3 separate regions of the Mus musculus genome follow, and regions 1 and 3 are each linked to region 2. A link is a contact called in public ChIA-PET and HiChIP or PLAC-seq data. All regions are on one chromosome and are shown on one strand. Each heading gives the region's core, a stretch centred on a gene start, on an enhancer-like site or on the middle of the called end of the contact. The rest is flanking DNA. Distances are from core to core; before and after follow the strand shown.

What was found. ChIA-PET counts read pairs in DNA pulled down with a chosen protein or histone mark. HiChIP or PLAC-seq counts read pairs in DNA pulled down with a chosen protein or histone mark.
Region 1: an RNA polymerase II ChIA-PET map of effector CD8 T cells shows a contact between it and region 2, with 224 read pairs. The contact joins two enhancer-like sites. A contact is called at or near these places in 1 of 484 Hi-C or Micro-C datasets (group 2 innate lymphoid cells), 4 of 115 datasets of contacts at active chromatin or transcription factors (CD8 T cells, double positive thymocytes, effector CD8 T cells and 1 more) and 3 of 9 other capture datasets (embryonic stem cells, liver and pancreatic islet).
Region 3: a contact with region 2 is called in an H3K4me3 HiChIP or PLAC-seq map of bone marrow-derived macrophages, with 2.9 times the contacts expected there. The contact joins the promoter of Plekha8 here to the enhancer-like site in region 2. A contact is called at or near these places in 1 of 39 promoter capture datasets (the C10 cell line), 3 of 115 datasets of contacts at active chromatin or transcription factors (bone marrow-derived macrophages, memory CD8 T cells and pancreatic cancer cells) and 4 of 9 other capture datasets (adipose tissue, liver, macrophages and 1 more).

Annotation. Positions count from the first base shown.
Region 1 is chr6:54,924,454-54,929,207 of GRCm38.p6, forward strand. It overlaps Nod1 (nucleotide-binding oligomerization domain containing 1), which reads right to left. Exons shown (of 12, transcript NM_172729.3): 11 at 3,582-3,665; 12 at 1-556. The coding sequence ends at 484. Among named protein-coding and RNA genes, the nearest start is that of Nod1, 46 kb to the right of the region's middle. Within about 2 kb of position 1,493, at least 46 of the 459 cell types and tissues checked have an H3K27ac peak or open chromatin away from gene starts, as enhancers often do. A contact at or near this core is called in CD8 T cells and effector CD8 T cells, where this site is marked.
Region 2 is chr6:54,734,761-54,739,418 of GRCm38.p6, forward strand. No RefSeq gene overlaps it. Among named protein-coding and RNA genes, the nearest start is that of Mturn, 55 kb to the left of the region's middle. Within about 2 kb of position 2,716, at least 94 of the 459 cell types and tissues checked have an H3K27ac peak or open chromatin away from gene starts, as enhancers often do. A contact at or near this core is called in CD8 T cells, adipose tissue, bone marrow-derived macrophages and 2 more, where this site is marked.
Region 3 is chr6:54,591,831-54,596,435 of GRCm38.p6, forward strand. It overlaps Plekha8 (pleckstrin homology domain containing, family A (phosphoinositide binding specific) member 8), which reads left to right and starts at 3,281. Exons shown (of 14, transcript NM_001164361.1): 1 at 3,281-3,641. The coding sequence starts at 3,602. It overlaps Fkbp14 (FK506 binding protein 14), which reads right to left and starts at 1,344. Exons shown (of 4, transcript NM_153573.2): 1 at 1,017-1,344. The coding sequence starts at 1,213.

The DNA.
Region 1 (4,754 bases), core at 243-2,742, 190 kb after region 2:
CTGTACAGTGAGAGGGACTAAGCAGAGGAAGGAGGACTCAGAATAACCATGCAGTCACTGGGTGCCTTCTTTCCCCAAGAAGTTACCATCGGCTCTGCTCAAGTTCCCAGCTCTTTTCTGAAGGTGACACCGTTGGTCCCACGGAGCCTTCAGCCAGGCGTCTGTTGGCCTCCTCTGCTGTTGCGTTCCTTCAGCTTCCGTCTAGTGGATATGCAGGGAGATCTTTGTACAGAAGATGCCCTGCTGGCTTTGAGTGGTGACGATGGTTCCTAAGACTCCCTGCGTCTGCAGGGTCTCAGCCGCGGCGCGGGTGCTACCAGTCCAAGCATGAGCAGGGGACATCGGTGTGCACTGTGGAGGTGTGGGCTCCTGACAGGCACCTTGCTGCAGGCGCTGCACAGCATCCTGCTACCCTGCTGACTGCACAGTGCTGTCTGTGACTGAGGAGCAACCTAGGACAAAGATCCTGCCCAGGAGCGTCCGTCAGAAGCAGATGATTCTCTTCTCATTCTCGAAGACTTTGGCCTCCTCGGGCTTAATCAAGTTTCCATTGAGACTGGTGAGAAGGAGAAAAAGCAAATTTTATATAAAATGCTATGGAATATTATCCATCCATTTCCAATAAGTGACCTCACGCACTGTGTGTGTCATACAAACCTGAAATAAAGGAGCACACACTATCCAAAGTATGCTTTGATATTAATACCAGCTGTCCTTGCTTTATTTACTGGGTCTCACTGGACTCTTCTATAAGCAGCTTCTATAAGCTGAAGTTTAATGACATTTTCAGGTCTCATCTTTCTTTGGAGCCTTCATAGGCATTAGGCTGTTTTGATCTCTCTCCCTGAAGCACCGTGACATCTCTCAGGTGGACATCACAGGCTCTAGATTTTCTCCCGTCTCTGGGCACTTATTCTTTTTTTTTTTTTTAATATTTATTGCTTTATTTCATGTATATAGGTACACTGTCGCTGTCTTCAGACACACCAGAAGAAGGCATCAAATGCCCATTACAGATGGTTGTGAGCCACCATGTGGTTACTGGGAATTGAACTCAGGACCTCTGGAAAAGCAGTCAGTGCTCTTACCCGCTGAGCCATCTCTCCAGCTCTGGGCACTTGTTCTTAGCCTGCTTTCTCATGTCCTCATTCTCAGTACTGGCCGGAGGCTGGAATCTGCCTGGGCTCTTTGCTTCTGGCCTCTTATCTTGCCACAGACACATCAGCTAGGCAAGCTCACTATTGGGGCCTTTCTCTGGATGTCACCATACACTTCAAAGTTGCCACAGCAGCCCAGGCCCCCACTCAGGGAATAGTCCCTCCCTGCATCCAGCTGTGTCAGGTAGCATGCTGGAGTCCCCGAGGCCTGCTTCCATCCTGCTAGTCCGGCTGTCTTGGAGTTCTGTTTTGATTCCTAAGCAGCTCTGGCTTGACACTCTGACCCTCTGCAGCCTCAGCATCCTTCCTGGAGTGTTACTGACTGCTCTGTTAGATGCGCTCTGGCCTGACCACATCCCCTTTCTGCTTCACACCCTTCATTACCCTTCCCCTGAGCTTAGTATAAAGATCAAAATACATGGTCTGACCCTGAGCTCTTTCATGCTCCGCCTCTCTCCTCAGCCTCCTGGTCCACACCACCTGAGCCTATGGACATCAACTGTGGACATCTTTGAAACTGGGTGCGTTGCTTTCCTTGTTGCTGTGACAAAGGCAGCTCAGGAAGGAAAGGTTTATTTTAACACGCAGCTTGAGGGTATAGTGGCAGGAAAGGTGTGGCGACAGGGGCATGGGACAATTTGTCACATTGCATCTGCAGTCAGGAAGCAGTACAAGATGAATACTGGTGCTTGCTCTCTCAGAGCTGCCCCACCCCCACCCCCCACCCCTTTCTTTTTCAGTCTGAGGCCCCAGCACATGGGATGCTACCACTCATGTTCAGGGTGGGTCTTTACACATCAGCTAACTCAATCAAAATGTCCTCATAGACACACCCAGAGATTCCACCAGTTCAGGCTAGCCTCAAATTCCCAGAGAGCTGAGTGCTAGGATTAAATACACATGCCACCATGCCTGGCTGCTTGTCGTTCTTGTTGGACAAACTCTGCCTCTGGATGGGTCCTTCTCCAACAGGTAGCACTTGCAGATCACTCCAGCCTTCCAACTCCCAATCTTCCTTGGTGGCTTAGTCTAAAGTCTCTTCCTTAGGAGGCATACTGGCTGGTTTTGTGTGCCAACTTGACACAGCTGGAGTTCTCACAGAGAAAGGAGCCTCCCTTGAGGAAATGCCTCCATGAGATCCAGCTGTAAGGCATTTTCTCAATTAGTGATCAAGAGGGGAGGGCTCAGCCCATTGTGAGTGGTGCCATCCCTGGACTGCTGGTCCTGGGTTCTATAAAAAAGCAAGCTGAGCAAGCCAGGGGAAGCCAGCCAGTAAGCAGCACTCTTTTATAGCCTCTGCATCAGCTCCTACCTCCAAGTTCCTGTCCTATGTTCCTGTCCTGACTTCCTTTGGTGATGAACAGCAGTGTGGAAGTGTAAGCTGAATAAACCCTTTCCTCCCCAACTTGCTTCTTGGTCATGATGTATTGTGCAAGAATAAAAACCCTGACTAAGACAGGAGGCCTGCCTTGAACCCACTTCCTCCTGGCCGACTATCTGCCCTAATGTGCTCCTCCCTCATCTCAGGGGGAGGCCATGAGGCCAGTTCGCATGTGTTCACCATTGGATTCTCAGTAGCAGCCCAAGGGTGGCATTCAAGCCCATGTTACTTAGTGGAAGGAAGATAGTGACACAGCACCAGGAATGCCTAGTACCAAGAGGTAGGCCCAATCAGCTTACAATCAGGACCCCCTCACAGAAAGCTTCGCCTTTGGGTACCAGACAGTTCTCTCTTGTTGGAATGGGGCTCTATTCTCTATAACAGTCTTGTTCATAAAGGTTTTACTGTGACCGTAAGAGGGATAGATTCTACATAATAGTTAATTAGTTGTCAACTTGGAAGGATCTAGAACTATGTTCTAGAACCAGCATCTAAACACTTTTACACATGCCCACTTCAGGCAAGGTGGGCGAGACAGTTTGTCCACTGCTGGGATTCTGTCCTTCCTGTTTCACTTCAAAACAATGCTGGCTGCAGCACCTGGACTAGTGTGTGACCAGTGACATTTCTAAGGCAAAGCCACACCTTTCAGGAGCCAAGACTGGGGAGGACTATATCTTAATAGGTCTTGGGTGTTGTAACTCTTTTCTCCACTGACACAGGAGACAAGGGTTAATGGCATCCACCCCCTGAATCTGGGACTCCGGTTCCTGGTGAGGCTACTCCATAAGCCTCAAAGAACCCACAGTTGGCTTTGTCCCTTCTACACATCACGCTGGAAGGGACACTCCAGGCCCAGGTTCCAGGGCACATTTCCAGAGCACTCAGGGCCACTGAGCTCCCTCCTGTAACTGCTGCCCGTCACCACAGTGTCTTCACAGGCAAGAAGGCAGAGGAATTGGCTTCCATGATAGCAGAAGGATGTTATTGGCACCTGGTCAGACGCTATGGAGCTGGCTGCTGTGACAAGGGTGTGGCCTTACCAAATCTCTGTTATGGCTGTGTTCTTCTGCAGTGCCCTCGCCAGCTGCGCTGTCCCCTTGGCTGTGATGCGATTCTGGATCAGCCTGAAAGAAGAGTGCACCTGTGTTGACACAGAAGGTTGGGTCCAACCTGGGATCCACGGGGTCAGGGTTAGGTGGGAACAGGATCCCCAGAATTATTCCTCGCTTGACTGACAGTGGCTCAGACACATGAGGACACTGAACACCCCAGGAAATCCTCTGTTTTTACACAGTGAGTGTGATATATCCAGGCTCATGCATAGCATAATTTTAAACAGATCTTTCTCTCTGCTCTCTCTCTCTCTCTCTCTCTCTCTCTCTCTCTCTCTGTGTGTGTGTGTGTGTGTGTGTGTGTGTGTGTGTGTGTGTGTGTGTGTCCTTCATTGCAGGGATCCCCAAGCCAAAAGAATTGGAGACCATCAATCTAAACACCAAGAACAGGCTGTCTGCCACTCCTTCCAAGTAGTTAGGCAAAGGCAGGGAAGAATTTAAGGTTTTTAGAATTTGAATTCAGAATTTAAAGTAGCTACCAAGTAGTCTTGTAAGATGGTGCCAGGTCCTCCCAGCGTCTAGAAGAGCAGGCGGGAAAAGGGTTCTGCTGCTGTCACTCATGGTACCTGTGGTGCAGCACTGATAAATAGGATAGCAGATAGGGGATGTGTGCTGCAGATGAGACATGAACCAAACCAAGCAACGTACAGGCAAGGCTGAAAAGGCAGACACTGCCTGGACGCCTAGCCTGCAGTCTGGACCCCTGGTCTGCAGCCTGAAGCCCTGGCCTGCCGTCTGGACCCCTGGTCTGCAGCCTGAAGCCCTGGCCTGCCGTCTGGAGCCTGCTCTGCAGTTTGGAACTAAATCTATAGCGATGCATCTGCCAACCACAATGTAAATTCAGACCGAGGTGATGATGAGTCTGCATTGTATCATGGACTCTCTTCTTCACCAGGCTGTAGGTACAGGAGGCTACCGCCATCTTCAGTGATGCAGCCACCGGTACCCAACTCAAATACGAAACCGTCTGTTCATGCTCTTGTCAGTAGCTATCATTAATTACAATGGGACACACACGTGCATGCATGCACTCACACACACACACACTCACACACACACACACACACACACACACACACAAGCATGGCGGTAGGAAGACTT
Region 2 (4,658 bases), core at 1,466-3,965:
TGCTGCCTATGGTATGTTTAAGTGATGTAAAATGATGGTACAGATGGGCAGGTGCCCAACATTAAAAAGCACTGGTTTTACATTACTTAACGTTGAACTCAGACATGAACATGGCTGAAGTTAAATCAGTCCTTCACTGGAATCCAAAGACCTGGTTCTGCGCTGTGGTTCCACCAGCTACCAATCGGGAACTCTTCGGCAAGCTACTACACCCTTTGTCCTCCCCATTCCTGAGTGTACAAATGGCTCGATGACGCCCAGTTCACAGATTCTCTTGGGGGTTGAATGGAAAACAGTGATGCGATCTGCAAAGGATGGTTGTCATCATCACCATGTCCTTTGCTTCTCAACGATCATCTATAGGATGTGGCAGAGCAAGCTGGCCGGACTATGAATGAGGAGATTCAGTAAGGGTTGCCCATCCTTACATAGTCATGAAGAGCAGTGGGCCCATCACAGCCACAGAACACTGGATAAAGTTGCTCCAGTGAACGCAATGGTTTCATTCATTTTCAGATACCTTGCTCTAGAAGGATTGCAGCCCCAGCTACTGTCTGCATGGGAAGGAGAGGCTCTACCCAGAGCCATTGTTAGTTATAGCAACCAAGAGCTAATTGGATCAGATCCAGCTGCACAGGTAAATGCAGTTCTATTGCACCACAGAGCATGCACTGACTGACTTGGGAAGTGCCTTTGGTTGCTGCACTACAGCAGAGTTGAGCAATTGCAATGGAGACCATGTCATGTGCAAAACCAAATATCGGCACTATCTGCCACTTACAGAATATGTTAAAGAACACGGTCCTTCCATTTCTCAGGATCTGGCCCAAGATACTAGGCAGCTACTATTGTGACCAGCACCCCTTATGTCTTTGAGCTCTAGATTTCTATATATGGACATGCTGTATGTCCTAATGTGATAGAACTCTGTCTCCTGGACTGGCATGGCCATTGCTGTCATGCACATGAAACCCTTATAAGATTGGTTCCATAACATCCCCTCCGAGAAGGGGGCATCATCAGACCCTCACTGAGATTTTAGCCATTCTTGCTTTCCAGCCTCCAGCTGCACATGATCCTGCTCCAGCTGCTAAGGACCTTGTTGGGTGGGCTGTTAAATTATGTAGGAGATAGAAGGTTAACTGAGATGAGACTCCCATAATGTAGCTCTATTGAACTGGCTCCCATGCTTAGGGAGGGTTTTTGGTCCAGCTGCTTAGCTCTCCATGTCCCTGTAGGTTACCTCAGTAAACTCACTGATTCATCTAGCTGGCCCTGGATAGAATTGTTTGTTTGCTTCGTTGGTGCTGTATCTGCAGAAAAGAGATTTTTGCACATCTCCCCAGGGAAAGTCCTGTAATACCTAGAGACAAAAGGGATGGCCTGGAGACACCAGGGGGGCTTGGGACTTCAGCCACTGCTCACTTAGGCAGGCACGGTTCTCGGGGTGGAAGGAAGATCTGAACAGCAAAAGAACTCAGAAAACAGGAAGTGACAAGCTTTGTCATATCTTTCTTAAGTAGCAGAGATGCAGATCCTCAAACAACAGTGTCGGTCCCGTGGAGGAGGAGGAGGAGGCTTCACTTCTCCTTCGCGTTTCAGTTCCTGGTGTTGGGTCTGGGGTGGTCACAGATTGACACGGAATTTACATAGATGCAAGTGACAACTGGGAAACTTCTGCAATGCTAACTCAAAACATTTTCCTGCAACTCTTAACATAACGATGCCACGTTTCTTGACTTAGCAATTAGATGGACATGAAATGCTAGAGTTTTTTTTTTTCTAAAATAATTTCATTTGTATAATTTTCACTCGAACATTCCACAAACATGGATTATAGCATATATTGACCTTTAAAGGTAAGTTTTGAATTCTTAGAAGAAAAATATACATGTGAAAATGTGAAAGATTATAATTTGGGGATTTTTGAACATTTATTTTCATTTCTATAAATGGATGAAAATATATTCAAAATGTATATATATTAGATAGAACTATATCAAGATTGTAAGTATTTGAGCATTACTGTCAATAAAACAAATCCTGTTTGCTCACTTGTGAGGGTAAGGATGTGTGTGTGTGTGTGTGTGTGTGTATGTATGTGTGTGTGTGTATCCTTTAATAATAACAGAAATATCTTTTTTGAATGTAGGCAACAGATGGGAAAGAGGCAGAATAGACTCATTAATAGAATCATTAGTATGGCCACAGTCTATCTCCTACCATTCCCTAACTACTGAACTACTGATAAGGACTCATTAATGGGAATTATATTATTCCACTCTTAGGAACCAGTTTCTTAGAAGAAGATGAAAGAAGCAGGGAGCAGGATGGGGGTGGGGTGGGTCTTCCTCCTATTAAGGGCTGCCCAACCCGATTAGTGCTGCCTTCCAGGTGGCCCTCAGGTTGCCAGTGCAGTTCCTAGAAACCTGTCTATGGCTCTTTTCCCAGTAGGAGAAAGAAGAGCTGCTAGGCTGGCCTGGGAATAAGGCAGCCTTTGTCACCTTTGTCCCCTGGACTACTGCTTCTCCTGGGTTCCATTAACAAACCATCATGGGCACTAAAGACATTCATAAACCCACCCGAGAAACTGATGGGGGCTGGCACAAAGCCTTTGCAGTTACCCACACAGAGGGCTTAGCCTGGGCTATGGCACACCCACATGAACACTTCCTGGGCTTGAAGGAAATGATGAATTTGTTAGCTCATTCATGCATGTGGCAAAACATATACTGCATGCCTATTGTGTGCCAAGCATTGTAGTAGGTACAGGGAAACAGCTGTTACAGTGACCAGTGTGTCCCGTTTGTTCTGAGCTCCTCATGACTTCCTTAGGATTTTATGATAGCTATGTTCATTATTCATAATGCATTCCTTTGCATCTCGATCATGTTTATACTAATGAGGTGACTTGGGGTGAGATCCCTAGATAGACTTAAGATTCGGTCTAGTGACTAAAGAGACCTTGGAAGTTTCAGTGCCACCCACCAAAGCTTCCATCAGCATAGAGAAGGTCAGAGCTGAAGACTGAGAGCTATAGAGATCTCAACAAGGAAGTGACTGGCAAATGCACCCTAACCACACGGGCAAAGCTTTCATACCTGATGAGACCTTGTAGAATTGTGCTTGTGTGACTCATCCACTCCTTGTGTCACTCCTTAGTGTCTTCTATGCTAACCACACAACGGAAGTTAAGTTTCTCTAAGCCCTGTGAGGTGTTCTAGGAGAAGTGGCTGATGGGAACCTCTGATTTTATACCCTGTCAGTGAGACTATGGATGCCCTGGCTTGTGATTGTCAGTTCAAGAGGGGGTACTTGTGGAATTTCAACTCAGCAGAGCTACACACTCTCTCACTTTCTGGCTAGTATTAGAATCAAAGTGAATTGCATGATAGTTTGGATGTTGGAGAACTGGGTGGTGTCACAAAACAGGACTTTCTCCATTCTCACTTCAATAATGGTACAGCAGGAGAGAAGATGGATCATGAGACATAATCACATTAGGGTGATGTGTTCAACGAGGGGAAGGATGGAGCTCCCTGGAAGCCTGTAGCAGGAAGAATTTATCCTAACTTTTGAGGAAGAAAAAGTGACCCTAAGGAAGGTTACATGGGAGTTATCTGAGAGAGAGAGAGAGAGAGAGAGAGAGAGAGAGAGAGAGAGAGAGAGAGAGAGTTAGAGTTCCAGGGAAAAAAATAAGCAGGACCTGGAGGGAGGGTCGGCAGGAGCCAAAGCAGGCATGAATGTGAAGGCTACTCGTGTTCGGTGAGGGGGAAAAGCAAGAACCCTCACTTCAGAAAGCCTTGAGCTGCCTTGTGGAGTTTCCTCTTCAGACACCACTGAGCATCAGTAACCTACTCAGCCTCATGAAGCAGCTTCTAGACACTCCAAAGGAGCTGTGATGTCAGACATAAGTCCTGAAGGAGAGTGCCATTGGCCCATGAGGAGAAACACAGTGGAGGCATGCTTCCTGCTCTTTGTCAGCTCTTTATGAGGACAGCCTTATAACAGTTGATTTCATCTACTGATGGCATCCTGGCTCTAAGGATGGGCATGTGAGCTGACACAGACGTGGTGATTGATTCAGAAATGGACATAGGACTTGAGCTGAGCCATTAAAATCTTCCCTTGGGGCTTCTGGCGGAACTAAAGAGGAAGGCAAACTACTGAGAAAGTAAGTAAAGAAGATGGTAAGACTAGACTGAGTACCAACCTCCAAGAAGGAAGCTGCCCTCAGAGTGCCACCACCCCCACCCCCACCCACTACCCTCCATCTCTACCCCTGCTCCCTCAGTCCTTCGTGGAGCAAACTTGAGGTTCGTTTTCCTCGGTGTTTCAGAAGGTCCCTGGTTGCCCCGCTGGCCACAAATCAGTGATTCTCATCCTTGCAAGCCCTTATTCCCTGACTCCTCACCTGGGTCCCTAGGACACTACCCAAGCCAAATCCTTACCTCAAGGTCTCCTTGTATAGAAATCAAACTTACAAGGGGCTCTGTAGTCACTTTTTTTTTCTTGCTGATTATGCATTTAAGGCCTCAGAGATGGAGGTAGAGTTATCCTTTCCCAAGGTTCAACACTTGGAATTTGTCCTCACTCCAAGAAAAAGCTATTTCCCCTCTGTTTGTCCCTGAGACTGTGACTGTAAGACAAGATTTTTC
Region 3 (4,605 bases), core at 2,031-4,530, 140 kb before region 2:
AATTGAGCGGAAGCTTCAGACTTAGCTCATGCCATTCCCACATCTGCAAAATCTTCTCCCCTTCCTGTTCCGCCTTGATAATTTCCACCCCTGACGTTCAAGGCTGTTGTGTTCCGAACTCCTTCTTTATCCTCCCTGATCAGCACAATGGACCACAGGCTGCCATCCCTTCTCAGTGGACATTCTGTACTCTCCATAAACAGAGCCCTTTCCTGTGTTTTCCCTCTCTGCATCTCCAGGCAGAGGTGTGGCTTCCCGGGCTGAATGAATGAATGGATGCAGATGACTAGAAGGTGAACTTTCTGACCGGCCCTAAGGAGGTGCTGGTTAAATACTTTCTGAATGGAAATCATCACACTTGGTAACATTATCTGCCAAATCTTTGTTTATAAAAAAGAAAAGCGAGTGTAAAACATCTGGAAATCCTTCTACTTTTTACTTCTATAACCACACCTTTGCCATGGATGAAGCCTGACTTTCTAGAAGGAATGACTTTCTGTCATCCTGTGCTTTGGCCAAAATGCCACCTGCCAAGAAGTTAAACAGGTCGCTTGAAACAGTTATTTGTGTATCTTTTAGAAGCAGGCAAATAGATGATTGTGCATTTTGCTGTTGAAGAAAAATGACACATCTTAACATTTTTTTTTTGCACAATTAAAAGGGGAATCGGATATTTTACCTATGGAATGGAGTTCAAGACAGAAAAATCTGTTAAGCCTTTTCTATTGGCTGCTTAATTATAACCTAAGTATTTCTGTAAAACCTCAAATACTCTAGATATAATTTTATATAGAATAAAATGATAATGAAATTAATTTGTCAAGACTCCATGTATCCAGGAATTTCTTTCATGGTCTTGACCTATAGAACGGGTTTGACAATTTTCTTTCTCCAAAGGGAAACAGGTATTTCAGTTTTTTGTTTCAGTTTGTAGAGGTAAAGGAACTGTTAGCTTCACAGGCTAGTGTGAATGGGTGGGCCCTTTATCACTCTGCCTGCAAGGCGTAATTACTTACGTGGAATGAAACAGGGAGCCGTCCTTTTCTAAATAGCCTTCGTAGTGGACCAACATCAGATCCCCTCCCTTGGTCTTGCGATGGCAGATGAATGGCTTCTGGAGAACTTCGATTTTCACTTCTGGCTCAGGAATCAGAGCTCCGCTCAGAACCGTGACCCACAGTGCCAAGATAGCGTTCCACAAGAAAAACCTCATGTTACCAAAGCAGAGGAAAGGCCCCCGACTTCATAGAGTTAAAAATGTGCCAAAAGCGGAGACAGCTTAGGCCAAGCAAGTTCAGGACTCCCCCAACAGACACACTCCCAGGAAGACGTGGCACTTTTTCTAACAATTTTCACACAGACAGCGAACTCACAATAAAGAGTTAAAGCCCCATCCAAACATGATTGGTTCTAATAAGGCAGCTTCTAGGGAAAGGCGTCCTTCCACTGGCTGGCGCTGCTGTCCCTCAGGCGCCTCCCAGCCAATGGCGCCGAAAAAAATGTAGTGGTTCTGTGTGCTGTTGGGCCCTGGGCTCGGATGTGCCCCTTCGGAACAGTCCTAGAGCCCGCTGATTAGGAAATTCTCCCACCTCGGGAAGGCAGCTGGATCCAGGCTAACATCCTCGGGGGTGGGAGATGGGGGAAGGGTTGTTTCAGTGAAGTATTCCAGCTGCGGAGTCTGGAGCCAGGTGACACTCGGGTTTTTGGAAAGACCAGACACTGAGAAGCAGCCTTCTTCAAGATGCCACAAATAAAGGCTCAGAACTATGGTTACTAATTTAGAACAGAAACTCTAAGGACCTACTAGGATGCTTTAAGGTTCGCAAAGCACACTCTGGTGCAAGATCCTCACTAACTTAACGTGGCTATTCCCACCCACCCACTCCCCCCCCCCCCCCCATTTAGACAGTGTCTTAGGGTTTCCATTCTTGGGTTAAAGCATCATGACTAATAGCAAGTTGGGGAGGAAAGGATTTTTACCTATTACACTTCTATATCATAGTCCATTATCCAGGGAAGGCAGGGTAGGAACTCAAAACAGTAATCAGGAAGCAAGAGCTGATGTAGAGAGGCCATAGAGGAGTGCTGCTTACTGGCTTGCTCAGCCTGCTTTTTTTTTTTTTTTTTAATAGCACCTAGGATCACCTGACCAAGGGTGGCACCACTCTCAGTGAACTGGACCCTTCCACATCAATCAGTATTTAAGAAAAAGCAGTAGAGACTTGCCTACAGGTAAATCTTATGGTTCGGAGATCCTCGTTCCAAATTACTCTAGCCTGCATCAAGTTGCAAAAAACTAGCCCGGAGAGAAGCTAGTTTAAAAAAAAAATTAGGTTAGAAGTTAGTGCCCTGCTTAAGTTCACTTGGCCGAAAAGAATTGGCACTCCACCTTAAGACTTGGCTTGATTTCATTCTACAAACATCGCTGTCAATGAGTGACTGCTAATAATTCGTCACTTATGTGACCTTGGTGGTGAGTAGATAATACTTAAGGACGGAGAGAGAGAGAGAGAGAGAGAGAGAGAGAGAGAGAGCACTTGTTTTAACAATTATACAGCTTAAAGTTCTAAACGGCTGCCCTCATTTCAGATGTAGTCCATTGCTGCAATCTGAGAAGAAACTAGAAATCACCAAAAGAGATTAAAACAACAACAAAACACAAACAAAACAACAACAAAAACAGGGCATTGAGGTGTGCAGTCAGGCAAATAACCAACTAAGTGATATATTATTTATTAAACCTGTCAACCTTACACTAAGGGAAAAAATGCCTGCACTTTAGCCCTTGAGAGCATATTTCTATAACACTAACATTTGGTTGTGTTGTGCTTCTTCTCAACATTCACCTTCCATCTAACCTGTGATAGACACTTTTCTTGGATAAAAATCCTGACAACAGTGCATTTTCATACTTTCATGTACTTAGAAATTCCCCTTGGAGAGCTTGTAAAAGTGCCGATTTTTAATCCAAAAGGTCTGGAACCCCCGAGAGATTTTTTTTTTTTTTTTAACAGAAGCCCAGGTGAAGTCAATGTCTGCGGTCCAGAGACCAAGCTTCCAGTCAAGAGGCCGGCAGTTTGAACAGCGCCTTACACAGAAGTGCATCCGGAAACTACAGACTAGCCTCATCCGAGGATTCCGGGTCTCAGCCCGCATCCTCCTCCACTGACAAACTTGTCATTAAAAGCTGGATCCCTGGAGCCTAGACCCCCATGGGTGACCTGCCACCCGCGTGCGCATCGGAGCCCCGCCCACCGGTCAGCCCCTCCGCGCAGTGGCCAAACCCTGGCGTGGATTTGGTAGCGTGCGCACAGCGCAGTGAGCATGCGCGAGCGCGCCGGGGCGGGCGCTGTGGGCTCAGTGGCCGCAGGAAGGCGCCCGCGACCGCCGCCACAGGGGCCGCGCCTCCCGCGCCTCCCTCGCCTCTCTCTGGCGGCCGCTCTGCGGCGTCCACACCGACTGCGCCAGGCGCAGGCGCAGCCCCCGGGACCCGGAGCTGGTGCTCCCAGGCTGTCGCGGTGACCCCGCCCCCGGGCCCAGGATGTGAGGCCGGCCCGGCGTCCCCGCGGCGGGCCGGGGCGACGAGGGGCCCGCGGGTGCCATGGAGGGCGTGCTGTACAAGTGGACCAACTACCTGAGCGGTGAGTGCCGGCTTCCGTGGGTGCGGTGCGCCAGGCGGCACCCTCCGCCGGCTCGCGGCCCGGATGGAGAGTTGGGTACCGGGTGAAGCCGGCAGCCTGGGTCCGCTGCGGGGTCCACCTCAATCTCGCGAATTGGGTGGGGGGCGGCCTCGCTTGGGCCGCGCAGCCCAGCTGCAGGGTGCCGAGTGCCACCAACCCCTGGATTCCAGAGTCTCCACGCAGTCGATCTCCCTAGGCACCTTCAGGGTCATCCCCCTGCCGACCGAGGTAGTGGAACTCTAGCACCGCAGCCCTAAGCCCTGAAGTGTACGCTGGCGATCGGCCTTTTCTCTCCGAACATTTCTTTTGTTTCAGAACTCTGTCATAAAAATGAATGCAGATATTAACAACGGTGTCCTTGTCTTGCCCAGCACAATGGCTTAAAATAGCACCCTGCCCCCTTTCTAGCTCTTGGAAGCACTTTCCAACTATCCAGAAGTTAGAACTATTCCTCAGCTTTGAAGATGATTCTCAACGAACATTATTTTCATCCAAGCAGCCAGTATTTTATAAGTACTATGCTATATGAACAGTGCTGGGTGCGTTTTAAAGTTAAACTTTTTTGTTAGGGAAAATGGGTTAACATTTAACGTGTCAGTGGGGATGCAGAAACTAGAAATCTTACCAACTAGAGCTAGGGTTTCCCCATCCTTTGGTGGGGCAGTTCTGTAGTAAGGACAGGTGTGTATGGCTTGTGAAGATCTGGCAGAGTAACTTTGAGGAAGTCACAGCCCAGTACAGGCAGAAGTACACCTGTCAGCATGTACCTGGAATCTCCAAGTAGTATAGTAGTTAGCACAGTTAATTCATTTTTTTTAAAATCTCTACCCGAGGGTCTGATGAGAAGGTTTTCCTTAAGACCTGGCCTTCACTTCAAGGATCTCCACTGATGTCAGCAGAGAGATTAGGTTATACAGGAAGAACT